3 separate regions of the Mus musculus genome follow, and all the other regions are linked to region 3. Evidence: chromatin contacts called from public Hi-C and promoter capture Hi-C data. All regions are on one chromosome and are shown on one strand. Each heading gives the region's core, a stretch centred on a gene start, on an enhancer-like site or on the middle of the called end of the contact. The rest is flanking DNA. Distances are from core to core; before and after follow the strand shown.

Region 1 (2,882 bases), core at 256-2,755, 1.3 Mb before region 3:
GGAATTTCATGAGACTAACATGGTTCTGAAAGCAACAAGAGTAATGGCTGCGATAATTGTTTCCAGGCTTAGGACCCCTGGCATCTTGATTTTTTTAAGTTGACCTGATGAACTAGTAATTGCAGGGATAAATGGAATGTTTGCCAGCAGGAGTCACTCTAGGCCTCCCAATAAAAAAAGCTAAGTGCATTAAATTCTATTCTTACAGAGCTTGGAGGCTAAGGTGGTAGTGCTGTGATCAGGTGGCTTTTGGGAAGTGACCGTAAGTGTATTATAGTAGCCTCTGCTTTGCCCATGTGCCTGCCTTCTTTTGACAGAACATGTGGTTCTTATTCCTTTAAAAAAAAAAAAAACATAGCCCTTAACATGTTTCTTAAAAGGAAGTAATGTATTATGGATATTAGCATCTTTGTAGTCTGTGTATTAGCACACTTGGCCTTCTTAGAGTGATTTGATTATGTTCGAATCATCTCTCTGAGGTGAACACACATCCTTCCTTCTGATGAGCATCTTCATCTTATGGCAGAGTCTCTGAAATGAGCTGTAGTTAGTGTGAAATATGTTAGCTTATGCCTTTCTGAAAAGAATAGGTCCAGTGTGGTCACAAACTGAAATATTTCAGCAATAGCCATGAAATCTAATAGTTTCCCAAGTGCACACAAACTCAAAAAGTTAATTGTTCATTTATGTTTGATACTAGGATTGCAACATTGGATTAAAACCAATTAAATGTTCCTCGAAGCAACAGAAAAAGTTTCCTGATTTATGAATAGAACCATTCAAACGGTGCAGACACAATCCATGTAAAGTAATGAGGTGTTTTGTTTTTTTGGCAAAGGGGAACGCAAAACAGGCATAGAGTCTTAAAAAAAACTCTTAAAAATCTTTTTGGATAAGGTTAATAACACACATCAGCAGGAAGGAGTGATGGGAAATCTAGGACTTCATTTCACAAGGAACGTTATCCCCTCCCCCCCCAGGTGAGCTGCACAATGAAAATACTCTGCTTATTCTATCAGGGTTACATTCCTGCACTTGAGTCAACATCCTAAGTTACAGAACTAAACATGCCCTGCCTCTGCTTAGCAACCGCAAATCCTTCCTTCCCCAGTTGCATGTATTTTGGATGTGGCATCTGAAGTACAAATTCCTCAAATTCGATTGCACCCAGAGTCAGGAACAGTGCTTTATTATCCTAAAGTGTGACCGCACCAGAGTCCGTGCCACCTCCCTTTGCGGTCTTGTTCGCCACAGATTCTTTTAAACTGCTAAGCCAAACCCGGAAGCTGGCCATCTGAAGCCCACGAGGCCTGAGTTTCAATCCTGACTTGTGCGGTGCTACTTCCCTGAGCCCCGGCATCCAGGCGTGAGAGGTGCGTGGTGCGGGTTCACTGGACACCCGGCCACACTGACGGAGGCGCGCCGTGGACCCCCCCCCCTCTCCCCGCCCACCGGCGGCTGCGCGCACTGCACCTCGTAGCGGCACGCCGGGCGCCCCGGCCGCGACGCCGCCCGCACAGCGCCACCGAGTTCACGCAGCCGCGGTCGAGCTGCCCGGCGGCAGCAGTGGGCATTGGCGGCCTGGCCGAGGTCGGTTAAAGGGACGAGTTGCAAACAGTTCAGGAAGTGACAAGTCGATTTCCTCCTCCCCGGGAGTCGCTCGGTACAAAGCGCTCGGCGCCGGCCGGAGAGCGTGCGCACGGCGGACGCGGGCGTGCAGCCCGGACGACTTGGCGAGCGCTTGCAGTGACGGCCCGCGTCCGGCGCGCACAGTAAGCGACCCGGCCGGGCAACCGCGCCAGGGGGCTGGTCCGGAGTGGGGTCGGTGCGAGCTCCCCGGCGGCGGCGGCGGCGGGGGAAGTTGGGCTCGCGTGCGCTGCGCTCGCTCTTTCCTTCCTTAATGCTGCTGGCTTTCTTTCTCCCTGTCTCCTTGTTATACGGCGGATCCGGTGGTTTCTACCGGCGCCGACTCTTGCTCGCCCTGGTGCAGGCGTGAGACTTGTCAGCGCGCTGGCGGGGGACGAGCAAACCTAGCGCTGCCGAAAAGTCTGCGCTCCGCCGACCCAGCGGACGGCCGCGGAGACGGCTGCGTCCCGAGCAGCCTCCTCCTTTGAGGCTCAACTTGAGCCCTGGCTTGTGGCAGCAGCGAAGGCGCTGAGCCCCGAAGTTCCGCATCGTTTGCAGACAACTCTTTTGTTCACGGAAGTTTACACCCGCCACCCCTGGGATGCGGGCGCGCAGGGACGACTCCAAGGCTACACGACTGACCCGCGCGGTGTCGATGGGGGTGAGAGGGCGCTCTGCCTAGGGAGGGGGAAGCAGGCGGCGTGGCCGAGGCCAGGGCTTGAGGAGTGGGGGGTCGCCTGTGCCGGCGTGGTTTTTGCACATGGCGAAGAGGGCCGTCCGTCACAGGATACTAGCCTAGTCACATTTTTTTTTTTTTCTTTCTGCCAATCCTTGGTTTGCTAGCCGGTGGGAGTCAGGTTGCCAGCTAGGGGTTTCACTTGGTGGAACCGGGACCAAAGAGACTTGGAAACCCAGAATCCGAAGAGGGTGATTTGAGTTGACCCAAGTGTTTTCTCGACCCCCCCTCCCGCCCCCACATACACAAGCTCCTCTTCTACCCTCAGACTAGGGGAACAGTGCTTGCGGGTGAGTGGGACAAGGGCCTGGAATTGCGTGGGCAGGCTTGTTCTGGACCCTCGCCTTTGGACGCCCCCTGATGCTCCTGACCGCCGGGTTCGTTAACACGTACTGTACTTAGTACCATGGCGAACAAAGAAAAGCTCTTTGCAGCATTTGGTGAATGGGATTCTGCCTCCTATAGGCCACACTCTTGAGTTTTCCATACGGTAAAATTGGGACTCTGGTGTTGGGAAAGT
Region 2 (2,774 bases), core at 203-2,702, 1.2 Mb before region 3:
AGAGTCCAGCAAGCAGAAATCTACTCATTCATTATGCTTTCCTGTCAGATAAGCCTCATCTCTTCAAGGGCTGGGCAAAGGGGGTGTGCTTGATGCATGGTTGCCCTGAGAAATAGTCTGCAAATAGACTGTCTACAAAAGCAGTAGTTTCCCTCCTGGCATGGCTCGCTTGAGCATCCCAAGGAAGCAGTGAGCGGGAGCCCAGTGGGCCAAGGCTGGGACGTGAACCTCATCCCTCTAGCCAGGTATGCACTTGACACCCTTGTTTGTTTGTTTGTTTTTGTTTTTAGATGAGATCCCATGACCTGTCCTGTAGCTCAAGGTGGCCTTGAATTCACTATGTAGCCAAGGCTGGCCTTGAGCCTCTGGTCCTCCTGATTCTGTGGGCATGTGTAACTGTGCATGACTGTTTTGTTTTTTCCTTTCCTCAAAGTGAGGACAATAATAACTTGCCTCATGGGGTTGGTATGAAGACCACAGGAGCCCAAGGGTCAACTACCACATCTGCTCGTTGGACAGGAGTGGCTGTTGTCACCATTTTCATCACAGTTCCATGATGCTTCATTGCCTTCCTCTGCATAGAGAGTCCCTGGAGCCTCTGAAGGCTCAGGCCTGGGCAGAACTCAGGATGGCAAATGCCCACCTTCTCAGGTGCCCTAGTGACCTGGGCTGTCCACTCACTAAGGCTTCTTCATCTTTGGCCTCCTCCAACTGATTAAAAAGTCCTTCCTGTAGGAAAAGACCTGTCTTCTTAGCACTTACCCTGAGAGTAAAGCAGAGCCCACAGTATGGTGAAATCAACCAATACTTAAATTATACTACTAAGAATAAAATATTATGGTTCCATTAGGGAGAAAAGTTATCTGGTAGACAATTATGTCTTCTGTGCCTGCCGCCCATTCATCTTGCTATAACTTTAACTGCTGATGCTATAAATATCTTAGGAGGTTACTGGAGATCTGAGGGCATGGAGAAAGGAGCTAGCCTGGGACTGAGAGAGCAAGGGCTCCTGCCTAACTCTGCCATTCTTTAGCTGCAGGATTCTGAACATATTATTAATCTAGGCCTCAGTTTTCCTATTTACAAAATGGGAATGAGAGTACTTGCCTTCTAGAGGAGTGCATGGCATAGCTCCAGAGACCTACATGCATTTGATAGGCATCAGCTAAAGGAATGAAAGCCATACTTCCCACTGTATCCCAAAGACCAGAGACGGCATCACTCCGAGTTCTAAGGAGATCATGCTCAGCTCACACATAACTGCCAACTAACACATGGGTATTGTTCATGGCAGGCAGGCATCCTGCAGTTGCATGAAGGCCAACTGTGGACTATACCCTGGGGGAAAGTCTGCCGGCTGAAGCAGTTGCTAACTGTTATGGTGTCAGGTGGGTCAGAACGGCGCTCATGCCTGGCCGCGAGCCTCACGGGAATCTCTCCACCCATCCCCATCTTGCTTATTCACATGGGGCGGAGCGGGACCAAGCAGGCACAAGCACAGCCTCCCGTGAGACTGTAGGAAAGTGTTGCTTTTCTTAGGATAGATATGAGGTAGGAAGAAAGTGCAGGAGGGCCCAACTGGAGCCCATCAGCCTCCAGGCTCAAAGAGGTAGGCGTGTCATTTGTCAGTGTATACCTGAGGCCCAGAGAGGTGAGGCTCTTTTCTCAAGATCTCTGTGAGCTAGATGGTGCCTGGGCAGCAACCAGGCCTGCCTTCTTCCTGGCGCTCTCCCAGCTGGTTCTCTGCCACTCTGCAAATCGAGAACACACTCTCATACTCATCTCTCCCCCTGGTTCCATCCTGTCTCCTCTGCCTGAGTGACTTGTCACGGCTTTCCCCTGGCTTCCAGTGACTAGGCACATTCCTCAGGCCCGGGCGGTGCTTTCTCTTCCCAGGCCGGCAACTTCCCACACTTGCTAATCCCACCCAGGCTGTAAGTGGCTGAGGAGCCCTAGCACACAGAGCAAGTGAGCTGGGCCTAGTTCTCGATTGAGTCTTAGGGCCTTTGACACGGTCCCAAACCTCTCTGAACCTGAGTGCCAGTCAACAAAGCAAAGCAGAGATCTCTCAGGCTTGTGGCCACTGCGAGAGTGCAGCCTCAGGCTCTCCTAGTGTCCTTTCAGCAGACCCCTCCTTCCCAGTTCTCCCTATAGTCCTACCAGGATGACTGAGCAGAGGCCATTGTTTCTGTCAATAAGGGAGACCAGCTCTGAGGGAAAGGAGATGGCTGTATGGCAGATCCAGGCCAAGACACAGCAGGTCGAATCTGACTTTCCCTACCTCCGCCCCCCACCCCCCACCCCCCGCCTTTGTCCTCCATGGAAGTCCCAGGCTCATGGGTGCTGGGGACTTGAGTGTGGAGACAGCTACTGCCCATCTGCCTTTATCCATCTTAGAGGCTTGCCTTTGGCTATGCCCCTGCTGTGTTCCCCTGTTCAAGAGTTTCAGACAGATGTTCCTAGAGCTTCTGAGACCGTGTCTTTGTTTCCTCAGCAAGCTGAGGTGTCCCAGTGCGACTCGAAAGGGGGCTCTTAGGTGGAGGGGGTGTGCCATTTTGTCCTGCAGAGGCAAACAGGTTTTCAGCATCCCGGGGAGACCTGAGACTAGAGAACTGTGGGGTGGGGGTGGGGGTGGGGGTGGCCAGGCCTCAGCCTGCTGCTGCCATAGGGCGTGTTCCAAGGGCATTTCCTGTCGATGCTTTCCTCACCCGCACCCACTTCCTCTCCCCTTTTTGTCTCTCCTCTGGGCCCCCTGCTGGCTGCTAGCTGGGCGT
Region 3 (2,700 bases), core at 122-2,621:
CGAAGGTAGACTCGAGCTGGTACACTTGGCTGCGGGAGAAGACGGTGCGCGTCTTCTTCTTGGCCGCTCCGGTTTGGCGCTCCGCACCGCCGTCCCGTGGCCGCTCCGGGCCCGGAGAAGGCGAGCCCGCCGGCAAAAGCCTCTCCTTCTCTTCCTTAAAGTCCGGGTGAGAAGGAGAAAGGAATGGCGTGCGCTCCGAGGCCGCAGGCCCTGCGCCTCCGCTGCCCTTGGGGGTACCTGAAGAGTGAGCACAAACAGAATGACCATGGAGTTGATGAGCCTTAAAGACTCTCAGCTCTGCCGGGGACAAGGAGGTTGACTGATGCCTGCATCCTTGATTCCCCTATTGCTAACCCTTTCCTTTTCTACTGCGTCCTGCTAGCGCCCAAAGTCCAGAGCCTCGGCCTTTCAAAGCAGCAGAAGAGGGTTCCATATAATCCGAGCTGGAGGGTCTCCTTCCACTCTTATAAAAGTAAACGTGGTACCGGGTCTGGAATGGGGACATTAACACCATTTTTTAAAGGTGATTTTTGCCTTTGAGGACTGAGCTCTACAAGGTAGCATCATTTTACAGGCCGTTTTCTTTGAGAGTCGGGCTAATTTTATTCATAACTCCTTGGCTGTCCTCCGTTAGCTTTTACCTCTCTGAAACTCAGCACTGTCAATCATTTTAGAGTACTAATCACTTCGAGAAGAGGCCGAGAGGAGGGAAAAGACATAGAGCCTGCAGGACTGACAGAACACCCAAACCAGACCTGCAGAACTAAGTCAGGACAGAAAGTACCCGGCGTGCGAAACCATTTTGGCCAGCATTGTGTACCGCCCGCAGAGTTCCTGGCCCACTCTGGTTCACCCTCCTTCCCCTTACCCAGTCTTCCCCTTACCGCCCCAATATTCCTCTACTTCTCCCCAGCGCCGGCCCTTCCGGCCTTTTCGAGAATGCACCATGGGTGCGTAGTCCCCTCCCCTTAGCCTGGACCACTAGCGGCCCGGCTGTGACCCGGGGATGCCCTGCTCCGCGTCTCCGACAATCACACACCGCATCGGCTCACGCTCACTCGGGCCAGACTCCCGACCTGCGATCCTTACCCAGGCAAGGGAAAGGGATGGGGGTATGGTGCTTAGGGCTTGGCTCCTTGGGGCCGTGCGGATCTGGGCAGAAGCAAGCCGGAGCCTTCCAACCTTCCTCCGGCTCCTCCTCCTCCGAGGACACAGACAGGCTGCGTTTCCTGGCTGGCCACCCGGCGGGCTCCCGCGGTGCCTCGGAGGGGCCCCCGCCCAGGATGGACTGGATGGTGAAGCTGGAGACGCCACCGGCCGCCGGACATCCCTTCCCCACATCTTCCTTGCTGCCCATCCTGGGTTCATAAGAAATCGGAGGAAACCAAGAACTCCCTTTAGAGCGGGGCTGGGTGGAAGGTGGTGCGGGCAGGCGGGCGGGGGGAGGGGCGGGAGGGAAAGCAAGGGGAGGGGGCTACGAGGCTGGCGAGGCGTCCCTTCTGCTCCAGGACGCGCAGGCACCGGACCGCTGTGCGCGGGTCCCTGCCGGCCCGGCTCTGGGTGAGCCCGCCCAGCCCCGGTGCCAATGTCCCTTCCTCGTTTGACAACTCCACCGGTCTCCAGCGACGCGGAGGCTGCGCGGCCTCATTTGCATAGAGGTTACCCGGCCGCGGCCAATCGCAGCGCCGCGGAGCGGCCCCGGAATTTTTTAAAAAGCTGGGGCCGAGCACGCAGCACCGGGAAGCTCCGGGAGCAAGCCTAGACGCGCACTCGCATCAGCTCTGTCCAGCCCGTAACATCTGGGGCTGAAGGCAGCTTAGATTGCAGCCTGTGTTCCTGGTCTTTGCCTTGCCTCTCCAGAAACGAGAACAGCGCCCGGGGTCGAGCTGGTGGGGCTCTCTCACATCCAAGATGCACACCATAGGCTGCTGCCACCCTCCCCAGTCCTCAACCCCTTCTAGCCTCTTGGGAACTAACAGCGCTCTACGAGTCTTCTCCCGCTGCGTTGGGGATTGACAGTATGTGGCTCTCCGCTGGGAGACACAGGAGCAAAGAAATTCTACAGCTCTGGACCTGAAGACCCCGCTGACTAAAGGGGGCAGAGGATTTTGGAAACAGAGTAGCCCCCAAATGTCCCGAGGTTCCGGCTCACATTCCAGCAAACGCCATTTGCACTGTGTGAACTTGAACAAGTCTGGTCCCAGTAGAAGCATCCCTGCCCCCTGGCAAACTTCTTAGTGTCGCCTGCCCCCATTCTCTGGTTGTGATGATGTGTCAGCTAGAAACCTATAAACTCTCAGAGTGCAGAATAGTTATTTCCTAATCCTTGACCGAATACCACACAGCTCGCCTTCCCACACTGCAGCTAAACTCATTTACTTTATTTTGCTGGTAAATACTGGCGGTCTCAAAATGGCTACGCTGCTTCTGGAAGGAAACGAAGTAGGTAGGTATGGGGACTTTTTAGAATTGGACAGGATCCTGTTAAATATAGGTAGGGTGTCTTTGGGCAAGATATGTACACTTTCCACGCCTCGTTTTCCCCATCCTAAAATTATTTGAAGTGTTGCTTTCCTTTCAGAGGTCAAGGTACAGCTTTATAAAACCTGACTCTCTCCTTCCTTCTTGTGGCCTCTCCCTAAGCCCTGACTCTTGCTTGTTTAATCCCTAGAGCACCTGTTACCTGATCTAGAGTCATCT

The links. Promoter capture Hi-C pulls out the DNA fragments that hold promoters and counts their contacts. Hi-C and Micro-C count contacts between places; a contact is called where the count stands out from the background.
Region 1: a promoter capture Hi-C map of embryonic stem cells shows a contact between it and region 3, with 3 times the contacts expected there. The contact joins the promoter of Fam53b here to the promoter of Hmx2 in region 3. A contact is called at or near these places in 7 of 39 promoter capture datasets (3T3-L1-derived adipocytes, the C10 cell line, the HPC-7 cell line and 3 more), 3 of 115 datasets of contacts at active chromatin or transcription factors (astrocytes, embryonic stem cells and large pre-B cells) and 2 of 9 other capture datasets (embryonic stem cells and liver).
Region 2: a Hi-C map of CD8 T cells shows a contact between it and region 3, with 3 times the contacts expected there. The contact joins the enhancer-like site here to the promoter of Hmx2 in region 3. A contact is called at or near these places in 3 of 39 promoter capture datasets (neutrophils, pre-B cells and stem cell-derived epiblast-like cells), 2 of 484 Hi-C or Micro-C datasets (B cells and CD8 T cells), 1 of 115 datasets of contacts at active chromatin or transcription factors (large pre-B cells) and 1 of 9 other capture datasets (embryonic stem cells).

Annotation. Positions count from the first base shown.
Region 1 is chr7:132,812,471-132,815,352 of GRCm38.p6, reverse strand. Fam53b (family with sequence similarity 53, member B) reads left to right here and starts at 1,505. Exons shown (of 5, transcript NM_001381858.1): 1 at 1,505-1,772.
Region 2 is chr7:132,735,334-132,738,107 of GRCm38.p6, reverse strand. All of the region lies in intron 4 of Fam53b (family with sequence similarity 53, member B), which reads left to right. Among named protein-coding and RNA genes, the nearest start is that of Fam53b, 77 kb to the left of the region's middle. Within about 2 kb of position 1,452, at least 220 of the 459 cell types and tissues checked have an H3K27ac peak or open chromatin away from gene starts, as enhancers often do. A contact at or near this core is called in B cells, CD8 T cells, embryonic stem cells and 2 more, where this site is marked.
Region 3 is chr7:131,552,964-131,555,663 of GRCm38.p6, reverse strand. It overlaps Hmx2 (H6 homeobox 2), which reads right to left and starts at 1,371. Exons shown (of 2, transcript NM_145998.4): 1 at 1,090-1,371; 2 at 1-237. The coding sequence starts at 1,357.